2 separate regions of the Zea mays genome follow, and region 2 is linked to region 1. Evidence: chromatin contacts called from public Hi-C data. All regions are on one chromosome and are shown on one strand. Each heading gives the region's core, a stretch centred on a gene start, on an enhancer-like site or on the middle of the called end of the contact. The rest is flanking DNA. Distances are from core to core; before and after follow the strand shown.

Evidence for each region. A called contact is a pair of places that touch in the nucleus more often than the background predicts.
Region 2: a Hi-C map of leaf shows a contact between it and region 1, with 6 times the contacts expected there. The contact joins the promoter of LOC100285826 here to the promoter of LOC103632090 in region 1. A contact is called at or near these places in 3 of 25 Hi-C or Micro-C datasets (ear, leaf and tassel).

The regions. Positions count from the first base shown.
Region 1 is chr7:15,829,390-15,836,457 of Zm-B73-REFERENCE-NAM-5.0, forward strand. LOC103632090 (ras-related protein RABE1e-like) reads right to left here and starts at 2,733. Exons shown (of 7, transcript NM_001346596.1): 1 at 2,661-2,733; 2 at 2,470-2,570; 3 at 1,762-1,827; 4 at 1,559-1,653; 5 at 1,356-1,418; 6 at 1,176-1,271; 7 at 700-1,085. The coding sequence starts at 1,810. The coding sequence ends at 996.
Region 2 is chr7:16,545,225-16,552,292 of Zm-B73-REFERENCE-NAM-5.0, forward strand. It overlaps LOC100285826 (lipid binding protein), which reads left to right and starts at 2,619. Exons shown (of 3, transcript NM_001176841.1): 1 at 2,619-3,471; 2 at 4,447-4,545; 3 at 5,030-5,361. The coding sequence starts at 3,111. The coding sequence ends at 5,190.

The DNA.
Region 1 (7,068 bases), core at 1,483-3,982:
ATCATTCAACAAATATAATGAATTATAAAAAACCAGCTACTAAACATCAAATTTGAATCAACCATGTGCCATAATTAAGCATCACGACATTTGATTTCTAATATTATAGACACATGTGGCTGCAAAAATCAAACTACATAGCCAGGATTGTGCTTAGATCTATAGAAATAATATCTAATTACATAGTTGCACAAGAAACAACTATAAAAGCTACTTGGAAACAATACTTACATGATTGATTGGACGATGTTACGATCAGGATGAGAAGGAATATGATAGTCTATGGACTATGCATGTGTGTCTATTGACTTGTAAAGTAGAAAGAGATTATATAGCTGGCGATTTATTTGTTTTGGGCTAGGCTAAGTGCTCAAGTTCATGTCTTTTGGTCAAGTTTGTACTAGTTATTTTATACCTACGGTTACGGGCATGTGTGAGAGCAGAATGTTCTAAAACCAATTTACCAATTGAATGAAGATTTTTGCCAATAAAAAACCAATGGATAAAATATTTAGTCCATATACATAACTCATAGAGTAAATACCCATCAGGTATCGGGTACCCGTTGCCATCTATATGGAGGTTCGGTTTCTGGATCGGATAGGCAAATGGTTGGATTATCTCAAATTATTTTTAGAATTTAAGCAGCGATTTTCTGTATAAATAAAACATACAAAAAAAAACCCCAACGCAAACTTGTGCCCTGCGCAGTGCACATGGGAGCAACAGCTGGATATACGATGCACTAATAATGTACAAGCATGTCATGTTCCGACACAATCAGACACTACCGTCTCTCAAGGGTTTTGTTTACACGACAGAAGCAAGCAAACCCAGCACAGCAGCCTAGCTATCTGCCTACACGTTTGCTCCGGCAAATCTTTGGAGCGAAATTTAAATCTTGGCTTGGCACCGGAGGAAGTAAACACACACACACACCACGCGGTAAGCAGTAACCTATAGCAGCCAGAGCCAGCCACACACACGGCGGCAGATCAGGTGCTACAGCAGGACGATGACCACCTCGTCGACGAGGCTGCGCCGGCCTGGCCCGAGTCCGGCCTGCTGATCTGGATAGCCGGAGGCTGCGCATGGTTTTGTGAAGATTTATTAGGGGCGACGACTTAACATGGCAATCAATCAACGGGATGGGGATAACACAGCTACGGAGCTACCTCGGCCGCGGCGGCAACGGTCTCGGTGAGCCTTCGCTTCACGTCCCTCGCCATGGCGAAGAAGACCTGCTCCACATTCTGGTTTGTTTTCGCGCTCTGCATACAGACACACTCACCAGCTTAGCAGGGTGTTAATACGACAACCGGCCTGCGAGCTGGTGTTAATCAACGGACTCTTACCGTCTCGAAAAACTTGATCCCGTACTCGTCTGCAAGCTTCTGGCCTTGAGCCATGGACACCACCTGCTAACGACAGGGGCCGGGGGAGTTTGTTAGGGCACGGGGAAGAAAAAAAAAAGGAAAACCAGCCGCGTGGGGGTGCCGCCCAGCGGTAGCAGCAGGCAGCAGCAGCAGGTGATCGTAAAGAAAGCCGCGTAACGTACCCGCTTCGCGTCCATGTCGACCTTGTTGCCCACCAGAATCTTGTTCACGTTGTCAGACGCGTGCTGCTCTATGTTGCGGATCCAGTTTCTAATGTCTACAAGTTAATTAAGAAGGAAGGAAGAAAAAAAAAACGAATGAAGTGGCTAGCATCTCCATATCTTCTGTCGACGAATGGGAAATGCGCGTGGTGCATGTTGCGTACTGTTGAAGGATGACTCGTCCGTGACATCGTATACAAGCAGAATGCCCATGGCTCCTCTGTAGTAGGCTGCAAAATGGGGGAGAGAAGAAAAAAAGAACAGTAAATCAAAGGAACAGGTATTTTGCTTGAAGATCGACAAAATGGATCGCGACTTTGCATTCGCTAGGCTATGGAAAATATATGCGATCCAGCACCCAGTACCATGTCGCTGATTTACCGACCTATACATGAAATACGTGTCGCCGTTGAAAGATTTACAGATGAACGACATATAACCGTTATAGTTTACTCATCATGTGAAACTAGTCAACACCAGACGTGTAGTGGCATGTACTTCCTGAACCTTCAGGCTTAGGCAGTTTTCTGTATATACTTCATGATCAAGGTGGGCTTTAGCTCTTTCGGAACCCATAATAATAAACAAGATTTTACTAATAAGTCATGGCTCAGTCAGCCCAGCTTAGCCACAAGACAGTTGTGTTTTTTTAATCGCATCAAACTATTTTCCATCCCTTCCTCTAAAAAAGTACCAGATGTGTATAATTTCAGGACACAAATAAATCTATCATTTTGTAAGTGTTAATGTCTTGGTCTAGATTGAGCCTTCTTAAGGTCATGTATAGGGTGCTTCTGAAATTATGCCTACGGTAGTAGCACCACAAGAGGATCAGAGTTTTGTTTTTTCTAAAAAAAGGCGAAAATAATTACCAGTAGTAATTGTTCGGAAACGTTCTTGACCAGCAGTGTCCCAAATTTGTAACTTTACACGCTTTCCATCAAGCTCAACCGTCCTAACCTTGAAATCAATGCTTTACAGAAGATGGGAAAAAAAGGTGAAGTTTAGAATATTACCATACACGAATGACTAAAAGAGAGGATAATGTTGCCTGTGTCCATACCCAATGGTGGTGATGAAGCTTGTTGTGAATGTGTCATCAGAGAAGCGCAGCAGCAAGCAACTCTTTCCAACTCCTGGAAGTAGAAATCGGGCTCCCATTAGACTGGGCTTTATGTTATGTGAGGGAAGTTATTGCAACACATAAAAGTTTGAGCAAAAGATATTCGTCAAGGAGAGAAACTACAGAATACAACACACCGGCAAGGATGTGGATCATCACTGAGTACAGTGAACAGCAAGGGAATAGACTTCACAGGGTTCTGACTGTCCAATACAAAATTTAAGAGGAAGATAACACCTACTTTAATTGAGAAAAAAGTATGTAGAATTTTGTGCATGTATATGTATATTGTTGGTATATTCTGTGCATGTCAAGTTCTAAATCAAATGTTACAGACAGGCGTTCATGGTAATCCCTTTGCACAAATCACCATGGTTATTTCATCCTCCCTCACCCCCACCCCCCAACAAAAACTTCCAAAAAGTATAGCTGATGAATAGTCTGTTGCACAAAATAAGACAACTGAAGCTAAATATGCAGTTGCACAACGAAACCCATGCAAGCTAACAACTGCCAATGTGATGACAGCACAATCAGCATGCATATGAAGAAAAATGGACAGCTAAAAGAAGATGGAGATGGAATTCCAACATGTGAAGGCCAATTAACAGAGGAATACATTTAATTGCCTGATAGAAAGTAGATAAACAACATAAGGTGAATGAGGAACGATTCTATCCCAACTAAACAGATGGTAAGTGCAGACAAGATGTGACCATTTGTCCTCCCAATTGTCTCAATAAGAAAAAATCATCACAGTCCTGTTTTTTCTTATTTATCTTTCCACATATACCTAATTTTGAATTATTGATCCAGAGAATACTGGGTAAGTGGCCGTATCAAGTGTCATAGAAGTTACTAAACCAAATACTGAGCATACTGACACAACCAACTTCATGATTTGGCATGCTCCTGTGGAAGTGTTCAAGGGCTCTATCGCATGGTTGAGATTGGAGAATTGGATTTTTGGGACTCCAAACATCATGTTGCGCACTTTTGTCATTCCTAATGTTGATTTCCCAAAATTAGGACTCAGAATATGTCACCGTTGGTTTCGATGACATTTCAAATATTTTTGTCCTTCTGTTTCTACGTACCCATATGGAAAAGACAGAATAGCGTAGAAGGGCAGAAATGTCCAAAATGGCATTGAAACCTGAGTCCTATTTTGGCAAAATCAATGTTACGAATGACAAAAGTGTGAAGCATATTGTTTGGAGTGCAAAAAAAAAAAATCCAATTTTCTCGAGTGTTTAGGAGCTAGGAGTGGGCAGTAAAACTAAACAGCAAACCTAACTCGACTGTTCGATCCAATCTTAGTGATGCGACCAAAAACATAATCAACTGCAAGCCTCTTTATGGAGTTGGATTGGAACGACTATAACTAAGGGCTTGTTCGTTTCACCGTTAATCCATGTGGATTGCATGATATTAAGTCGGTTTAAATCATAGAAAGTCAAAATACATCTCAATCCATTTCAATACACTTCAATCCACATAGAATTGGAACAACCGAACATAGGCAACATTTGACACCTCTCCACTTTTACACCCCCCGAAATTTCTGGCCTACCTAAAAACTCAGCAAACTAAGGCTTCAAGCAAGGTGTAAACTTTGCACGGCAAGAAAAATAGCGGATGATCACAGCAGAAGCGTGTACAAAAGGGAGAGAGGGGGGGGGGATAGCGTAGAAGGGCAGAAATGTCCAAAATGGCATTGAAACCTGAGTCCTATTTTGGCAAAATCAATGTTACGAATGACAAAAGTGTGAAGCATATTGTTTGGAGTGCAAAAAAAAATCCAATTTTCTCGAGTGTTTAGGAGCTAGGAGTGGGCAGTAAAACTAAACAGCAAACCTAACTCGACTGTTCGATCCGATCTTAGTGATGCGACCAAAAACATAATCAACTGCAAGCCTCTTTATGGAGTTGGATTGGAACGACTATAACTAAGGGCTTGTTCGTTTCACCGTTAATCCATGTGGATTGCATGATATTAAGTCGGTTTAAATCATAGAAAGTCAAAATACATCTCAATCCATTTCAATACACTTCAATCCACATAGAATTGGAACAACCGAACATAGGCAACATTTGACACCTCTCCACTTTTACACCCCCCGAAATTTCTGGCCTACCTAAAAACTCAGCAAACTAAGGCTTCAAGCAAGGTGTAAACTTTGCACGGCAAGAAAAATAGCGGATGATCACAGCAGAAGCGTGTACAAAAGGGAGAGAGGGGGGGGGGGGGGGGGGGGGGAGGCATCTGTTGTGGGAATTTCTCGCCCCGTGTTGCCTCCTGCAAAGGACAGGTAAATGAAAGCACGACTGCAAGGGTACAAATTCAGCTCTGATGCATGCATAAAAGCTCATCCATGTCTATAGCATGGCTCTCACCCGACCGGAGGACTGGTGTCTCAAGAACAAGAACTCAAGTCTAGTGTACCAAGCAGCAGCGTCTACTCTACATCAATAATAAAGCATTAACCGCCACGCATCGCTCGTTATGCTTCAGCCAAGGGTTGTAGCTGTAGTACTAGAAACGAAGGTACTAGTAGACTACTAGAAACGAGACCCTGTTCCTTGAACCCTGGGCAACAGACAGCCCGTTCCGTACCGCTCTGACTCCTCCGGAGATGCAGAAACGCTAGAGGAACAGCCTACATCGCTAGCCAATCAAGAGCCAGACCGGAGCCGCGGAGGGTCGGGAGGCGGCGTGTTCCTCGGGGGATTGGTCAAGGGGAGGAGGGACACGCACCGCTGTCGCCGATGAGCAGGAGCTTAATCAGGTGGTCGTAGTCGCCCCGGGACCTCGACGGCGGCGCCGCCATGCTCCTCCTCTGCCTCACACTTGGTGGCGGTCTCCGGGTTCCCTCTCTCCCTCCCCCTCTCTCTCTCTCTCTCTCTCTCTCTCTCTCTCTCTGTGACCGAGGAGGTGGAGGTGGAGGCGACGAGGGGACGGAGGCGAGGCAGGCAACAGGCCAACAGCCAACAGCAACAGCGAGAAGAAAGGAAGGGAGGAGGCGTCCAGCTGTACGCGACGAGAGAGGGAAGGGGGGAAAACGGAATAACAACGAGGACGGGAACGAAAAGCTGGAGGTGTACTGTACCAGGACGGGAGTATTTTTGTACTCTTGCCGCCGCGCGGTCGTGGCATCGCCATCGCATCGGCCAGTGGAACGCTGCGTTGTCAGGTTGGTTGGTTGGATTGGACCTGGCGGCGGCGGCGTACAGCGGAACGGAATGGGCGTCGCCTTCGACTTACTAACGGAATGGGCGTCGCCTTCGCCTTCGACTTACAGATGGTCAAAACTACTTGGAAAAAAAAGAAAAGAGCTTCCCATAGAATTTACTCATATTTTCCCTATTTCTTTCTAAATCTCGAGAACGAGATTCTTATTAAGGGGTAGGATTTGTAATACCCAAAAATATATACAGTGAAAATATAGTTGATCTCCTTATTTGTGTGTCATCTATTCCTTATAACAAGAGAATAATTATAAGCAAGAGTGAGTAATAAAAACAAAGGGCACCTAAAATACAACATGCATCATGTTGGAGTTTATTGTGTGTGCATATGACAGTAATAAAAAATTTATAGAAAGACATAAATTATCAAAATAGAATTTAGAATTAAAAGTGGAATTTTAGAATTTGAGAAAAGAGAAGAAAATACTAAACAAATGAGGTAAAATAAAATATATTTCTTTACACTAACATTTGAATGTGGTACATTTTGATCAATGGTGAATCTCATAACAAAAAATTAAATTCAAATTTGAATTCTAAAAACAAAGAAGAAAAAGAAACCAGAAAAGGAAAAAAGAAAATAACAAGAAAAATGCGCTTGGGCCCATTCTTTGGCTCCCCGCCCATGACCACTGCGCCGGCCCACCTAATCACTCATGCGCGGCCCGAATCCCTTTCACCTTCACGCACTCCACCCTGACGAATGGGGCCCGGCCGTCAGTCGCGGAGTCATGCCCACGTCGCCCCACTCACCTCACTGCGCTTGGGGCCCACCCGTCACACTCTCCTTCGCGCGGCTGCGTCAACGGGGCCTGCGAGATCCGCAGCGAGCATATCCCATGATCCCGCCGACGCCGATACTAGCTGATCACCTCCATGGACCATATAACGGTTGCACACTCTCTTCTCCTCCCCTATACCCTCTTGCGCTGACGTGTGCGCCAAATCCAACTCGCCGCCGCCGCCCGCCACGAAGTCCTTGTGTCTACGCCGGTGTTTGGGGGCCAAGTTGGGATCAGGCGTCCTCGGCATTGTGCTCGGAACGTGTGGGGGAAAATCGTCGCTGGAGAACGTCTCGGGCACCCGAAATTGCTCGTCG
Region 2 (7,068 bases), core at 1,369-3,868, 720 kb after region 1:
ATTGGTATAAAATAGTAAATATGCCAAAAGAAATATATTTATATTCCCAAAATGAATAAATGCCCTATATGAATGTGTGTACCAAAATTTAAATGAAAATAATAAAGAAATTAATCTATATAGTATATAAAATGGAGAGTTGTAGTTGCATGTTTATGAAACTTAGTTGATATGTTCTCTATTTGTGAACATTTTGACACAAAAAATGTAAAATCTTTCCATCTTTAAAAAATGCATGCCATTTTAATTTTATTATAAGTTAAACTGAGTTTATAGTACGCATAAATCATAATATGAATTAGAACTGGCACTAAATATAACTTTTTAGTGCATTTTTTTGGTACCTAAGAAACGTATATACTTTGTATAAATGGTCAGAGGTATAGTAATTTAATTTATGTCGAAATACAAAGAAAACCGTGTATCATTTTTGAAACGAAGGGGACACATGGTGGGATTGATCACTATAATTAAATAGATCGCTCATGATATAGTACATGGCACAGCAGTACGTGTGGTCCGTGCACAGAGTATTGCCGTCGTTCATGAATCATGATTTTTTGTTAAAAAAATGTCCTTCCACAACTTTCTGTCTCAACTTTCAATCTTCCCGCACTTGGAAAAATCGATCTCGCTACACAGACACTGAAGATGAAGGAGGAGAGAAGAATACACATGTAAATAGACGACAAAGAAAGTATAAAAGTGGTTGGAGTAGTTAGTCCAGGAAATTCTGGTGTAAAATTATCTTCTATTTTAAGGAGTGAGATTTTTAAAAACTCGCAGAACTCATCAGATTTATCAAGTTTTTATTTTTTTAGAAATTACTGACTTCCAATGACTGGCTACTGCCATGATGCAGACGTATTATGGTAGTTTCGTTTCACAGACGGCGCTGGAGTGCAGGGGACGAAATAAGGACCGCACCGATGCAGATGTGATATTATTAAGGGCTTGTTCGGTTTTACCCTAATTCATATAGATTGAGAGGGATTGAAGATTTCAATTCCTAGTAAGTTAAAATCTCACTTAATCTATATCAATCCCCTCTAATCTATATGTATTGAAAATAACTAAACAAAGTGGGAAAAAATCAATGGCTCTGCTCAGCTTCAACTCAACTACTATCTCTCTCACATGCATACAATGCCGGGAAATAGTCGGACGTGACGTGGATTCATCAGTGTCACCTTTTGTAGGCTAGAGGGAAGATGGAATGGTCGGACGTGACAGCTTCAGCTCAGCTCGGCTTGGCTCGATGTGGCTCGCTCAGTGGCCGAATTCAGCTCGGCTCGCCTATTCACCGAGCTGTAAAATGAGGCTCGGTACCAGCTCACGAGCTTCACTTTTAAAACTAATATTGCATTATATAGTGAATTAATAGTATATAAATGTGAAATAAATAATCACAACACGACATTACAAGTAATCTAAACTATAATTGTTATATATTCATCATTAAAGATTAAGAAACGAGTCAGATATCTATAAAATTATCCAATATTCATCATTATTGTGTAGGTTGATTAATTTAGTACAGCTCGTGAGCCAGATCAGCTCGGCTCGGCTCGTTGGTTCAACGAGCTTGAAAATCTGGCTCAGCTTGTTGGTTCAACGAGATCGAAAACCTGGTTCGGCTCGACTCGCGAGCCGCACGAGTTGTGGCTCGCGACCTTCGAGATTTTTTCCCAGCATGGAACAGCCGATTAGACGATCGGTTACACTGTTGGGCCGTGTTGGATAGATAGCTCGAGCGACGGCCCTTCAAGGCTTCTTGGCGTCCCCTGATATCAGTGGCGGGCCTGTTTGTTTGCTTTGAATGAGAAAGGCCGGACAAAGCATCCGTCAGTCGGGCATTCAGGCTTGTCACACCGGCGGCATATGACAGAGTCGTCGAATCAGCCCCCCCACCCCCCCCCCCCCCCCCCCCCCCCCACACACACACACACACACAACGGCCGCCATCGCACGCACGTCACTGCCGCTACCGCACCCCGTTGGGCCGTGGCCCATAGGCGACAGCCACGTCCGCGTCCGAGTGGCCCATAGACATGAGGTCTGAGTGTCCGACACCTCCCAAACGCCCAAACGTCGCACCGTTGTAGGGGGGCATGAGGTGCCTAATTTTTAGATGATTCCTGATCCAACCAATTGACATAAGTAAATGGATACTTTTTATGATTTATGTTTATATCATAACAAGTTAAAATTGTATCCTTATATGACTTCATAATTAATTATTAATTATCTTTGTGTCAACTAGGGATGTTAGTACGGAATTCCAGGATCAGGGATGGCCATTCCACACCATTCGTGCGGAGAGAAAAATTATCCGCCCCGCTAACCGGAGAGCTTTTTATAAATTTTATCTCCATAAAAAAACCCTTCCCTAGCTATTATAAAATACAATTTTTGGAGGTAAAAATAAATTGACTATATTAATTTAATTTAATTTAAACAAACACAGTTTAAAATTAAAGAGATGTCTACTTTAGAGTTTAACATGTCAAGAGATTAATTTAAAGTATAGAAATTCGTGGGACGGGTACGTGGGGAACCAGGACGGGATAGTTCCCTATTTCCGTTCTCGTGAACTATGAGCAGCATCCGTCCATCAGGTTCGTCACGCGCCGGCGGCATATGACAGAGGCAAATAAGCAGCGAATCGGCACCCTCAACGGCCGCCGCCGATGCACGCACGTCACAGCCGCTACATGGCTACATCACGCCGCACCCGGCCCAACGGCACCCGTAGGGCCGGCCGTGGCCCATAGGCGGCAGCCACGTTCGCGTCCGGGCCGGTCCGCGGCCACAACTAATTCCCGGAATCCCGGGTCCCGCGCGCGCTAGCTCTCTCTATCTCTCCACCACCTCACCTGCCGCCATGACACCACCCCGCGCGCACGCTGCCGCAGCGACACCGGCGCGCTCACACCGCCACAGCCCACACCCCCTCCGTCTATATATTCCGCTCCCCGCCCGCCTCTAGCCATAGCCTTATAGCCACATACCGGCCAGCCGCAGCAAGTGCCCAGAAGGCCAGAACCAGAACCAAGCAGCTCGTTGCAACCTCATATCATCCCCTGCCACGCACCTCCGTCCGCCGCGCCATGGAATCGAGGAGGAGGGCCGTGCCCACCGTGACGGCGGTTGCGGTGGCGACGCTGCTGCTGACGATGATGACGTCGTCGGGCGTGGGCGGCGACTTCGCGGCGGACCGGGCGGAGTGCTCGGAGCAGTTGGCGGGGCTGGCGACGTGCCTGACGTACGTGCAGGAGCAGGCGACGGCGACGGCGCCGACGCCCGACTGCTGCGCGGGCCTCAAGGCGGTGCTGCAGAGCAGCCGCAAGTGCCTGTGCGTGCTGGTCAAGGACCGGGACGACCCCAATCTAGGCCTCAAGCTCAACGTCGACAAGGCGCTCGGCCTCCCCGCCGTCTGCCACGCGCCCGCCAACATCTCCGACTGCCCCAGTACGTAGTCTGTTTGTATCCATCCACAGTCTCTAGCCTCCCTTATTTTAGTTGCTAGTAAGTGTAGTGCTGTGAGATATTTTTTTTTATTTTTTTCTAGCTCGTCTAGTTGGATAAGCTAGTTTAATTCATACAAACTCTTATACTAATCATTATTTATTTTAGTTTTTGTTAATTATTTGAGTAAGAGGAGGAGGATCGGGAAGGAGTGAATGAGGAAAGATAATCTAAATAATATAGTCTATTATATTTAAGTGGAGATAATTTTAACAATCTAAACTGTTTGGTTTTAAAAGTGTTACATGCGTGTGGGTTGCAATTAATTTATTAGATTAGCGTAGTATACTAGTAGATCAGAGCAAAGCCCGACCCGACAGATCATTTCAGACGTCACGACAGTTTTTGGGCACCACCCGATGTCACCTCGTACGACGAGGAACACAACGCCGCGTTACGACAGCGCCTAGAAGGACGTCTCGAACAGCAGCAGCACATGTCACATGAATTCCGTGTCTAGTAGGAAACTGAAACAGTGCCACTTCTGTCTCCAAAATAAATATCATGCGCCGGTTTATTTTGTTTACAAAAAAAATTAAGTAGATTTATAAAAAAATCATTAACGATATTTATATCTTTAAGTAAGTTTGGTAGTATAATATATTCAGCAATCTATTTTGCGAGAAGGCTCCAAACGCACGGGGTTTCTTGCGCGCGCACGGCACGGCACGGCAGGCCACCCCGTGATCTGCGAGCGTGATCGATGCCGGTTCGGTGTGCTGTCCTGTCGTCACGCGCGGTCGTGTTGACGTGTTGTATCATGCGCCTGCCCTCATCATTCTGCCCACTTGACTTGGGCTAGCAGAAGAGGGGAGACCTGGTCTGACACTGACAGGGACTAGTGTTTTTGTGCTGGGATGCTATGATGCTGCGATCTGCAACTGACGTGCTGCTGTTCCGTGGCGACGGCGCGCACAGGGCTGCTGGACCTGCCGGCCGGCTCCAAGGACGCACAGGTGTTCGAGCAGTACGCGAAGCAGCAGGCTGCGGCGGCGGCGCAGGGCGGCGCACCCACCAGTGAGTTTCTCCACCCGTCCGTCTCGCTACTCGTTTCTTCGCTCGTCTCATTTGCATTGCGTGAAGGGAATTGCATCTATCTATCTATCTGGAAGCAATTAATCCGCCGAGAGCTAGTGTCTAGCTCAGCGCAACTGCTGCACCGATACCGGATCACAGTGCCTCGGCCGACGCCGACGGCGTTTAAGCCTGAATCGGACAGGACAACTGATCGTCCTGTAGCCTGCCAGTGCAAGAGCACAGCTGCTGAACAGCGTACGTGCGGTGCGTGCTTCCTCTGCTGAACACAGAGCAGTACAACGCCGGTAGAACAGCTGAGCAGCCCTGGCCAGCCTCTTGCTGTCTGCCACTCGTGGCGCGCGGCCGGCCTGGCGGGCATCTTCTGGACCTCCACTTCGCACTAGCTCTAGTGCCACTGCAATCATCGCTGCCTTTACGTGTGCCTGTCTAACGCACGCGCCTGAACATGTGGTGCTCTCTCCAGGTGGACGCAGCAGCGCGGCGGCGAGCACGACCGCGGGCGCGCAGAAGAGCGGAGCCTCAGCCGCCGGTCGGTGGTTGGGAGTGGGGAGGGTCGGTGGTGCTGGTGGCGGCGCACGCGCGGTGGCGCCGCTCGCCGTGCCTTTCCTGCTCCTGCTCGGGTAGATAATAATCACTTTACGCGCGGCCAACGGCCCGAGTCCCGGCGGTTTGGTTGGCGCCGCGCGTTGCCGACTTGTGGTGTGCTTCGGGTGCGTGCGTGTGTGGTGGGGTACTTTTCACACTATATTGGAAAAAGAAGCTATTATCTTTGGATGAAAAAAAGTGTCGTTGTATAATTATCTTTTTTTCGTGTCCGTGTATGCAACTCCTCCTCTCATAGACCCATAGCGCCAAATAGTCATCCAATGAATATTCTATCTGACTCTTTATATACCTCTCTCTTAGTTTAAACGGGCTATCTATTCTTTACTCTATAAATATTCTAGACTAATATACAAAACGACGAAAAAAATCTACCGTGTATTGTAGGGGGGAGATGTGGTTCAACTTGTTGAGCCCGTTTTTGTTTTTTTAAAAGCAAAAGCTAAATCAAAGAGGTTTAGCTTTTCTACAACTACTTTGAATAATATAATTAACATTTATATAGTACAAATATGAAAGCAATTTAGACCACGCTTTTACTACTTATCAAGTTCGTTATATTAATAAACATACGTGCCAAACAGAAACTAAAATAGAACTACAAATAGTTAAGTGTTATAGTAAATGAAATAAAGATATTTTAAATAAAATATATTAAAAATGGCGTTGTAAAATTGATTCATTTATAAAAGTATTAGAAACACAGATGTGAAATCGGTTTTTTTTAATTAGCTATATTGATTAAGAGATATAGTCATAAAGTGCATATAAACAATATATAGTTTGTTTACAGTGGATAGCTCATAGCCTTTTAAACTAAACGACTTTCAGTTTTTTTCAAACAATAACTTTTTCACCAGAGGCAGGTCGCAACAGCTTTTCATAACTCGTAGCTGAACCAAACGCACCAGAGTGTTTGGACTAGTACGTAGCTATTTTGGGGTGGCAATTGTTGAGAACTACGTTACCACGGATCGCTAGATCCGCTCCCTTCCCTCCCGTCAGCAGATTAGGCGTGAGAAGATGTGGATGGCCCGTATCCCTTCCCATAAGCACGACAGATAGCACACGAGACACATGGATATAGGTTGGGCCTCTGGCCTCTTTCTCTTCTATGTATTATGAGGGGTGTACAGGTTCCTTATATAGAGATGTGAGACCCCTCAGGGGCAAAGTAGGTATTTGCCCACATAACCGTAACTAGGGTTACTTAACACTCCCCCTTGGGCGAATACCGCGACCAACACATGCCTCGTTAAAACTCTGAAAAACCCAGTGGGAAAAATATGGAGAAAGAGTGCATGCTGATACAAATTTCATTTGCACTTTGTTGCCTCGTTAAAAACCTCATGTGAGAAACTTCAAGAAAACTCACCAAGGGAAAAAGAGTACAACAGTTGTCATCGTGACAAATTTTGATCCTCTAGGATCTAGATTCTATCGGATCTTCTACAAGGGCTAACTTTAGAAATGTGCTCCCCCTGATCCTTGCAAAATCGTATCAATAAGGCAAAACATCTTCTTCTGAAAGTATATGCACATAAAGATTTAACAAACAGATTGCATATCCTTGCAAGGACTATTTCAGGAACTTTACCTCAACTCACTTCTAGTATATACGAGGTAAGTGCACGTATCAATATAAATAAGCCACTTTGATTGATGGTGTTTGATCGACTGGATCTATATATTTGATAGAAAGTTCCATAAAGGTTCACATATTGATCATCAAACTCACGCCTTCAGGGCATAGAATATGGCATTTATTGTCTCACGATTGTGATCAATATAAGCATTCGCTCCCCATGACGATGACATTTGTCAAAGTCGTTATCCCTCATAACTCAAGCATATTCTTCAAGATATATGTCTCATTGTTCATCTGGAATAACGAGAATG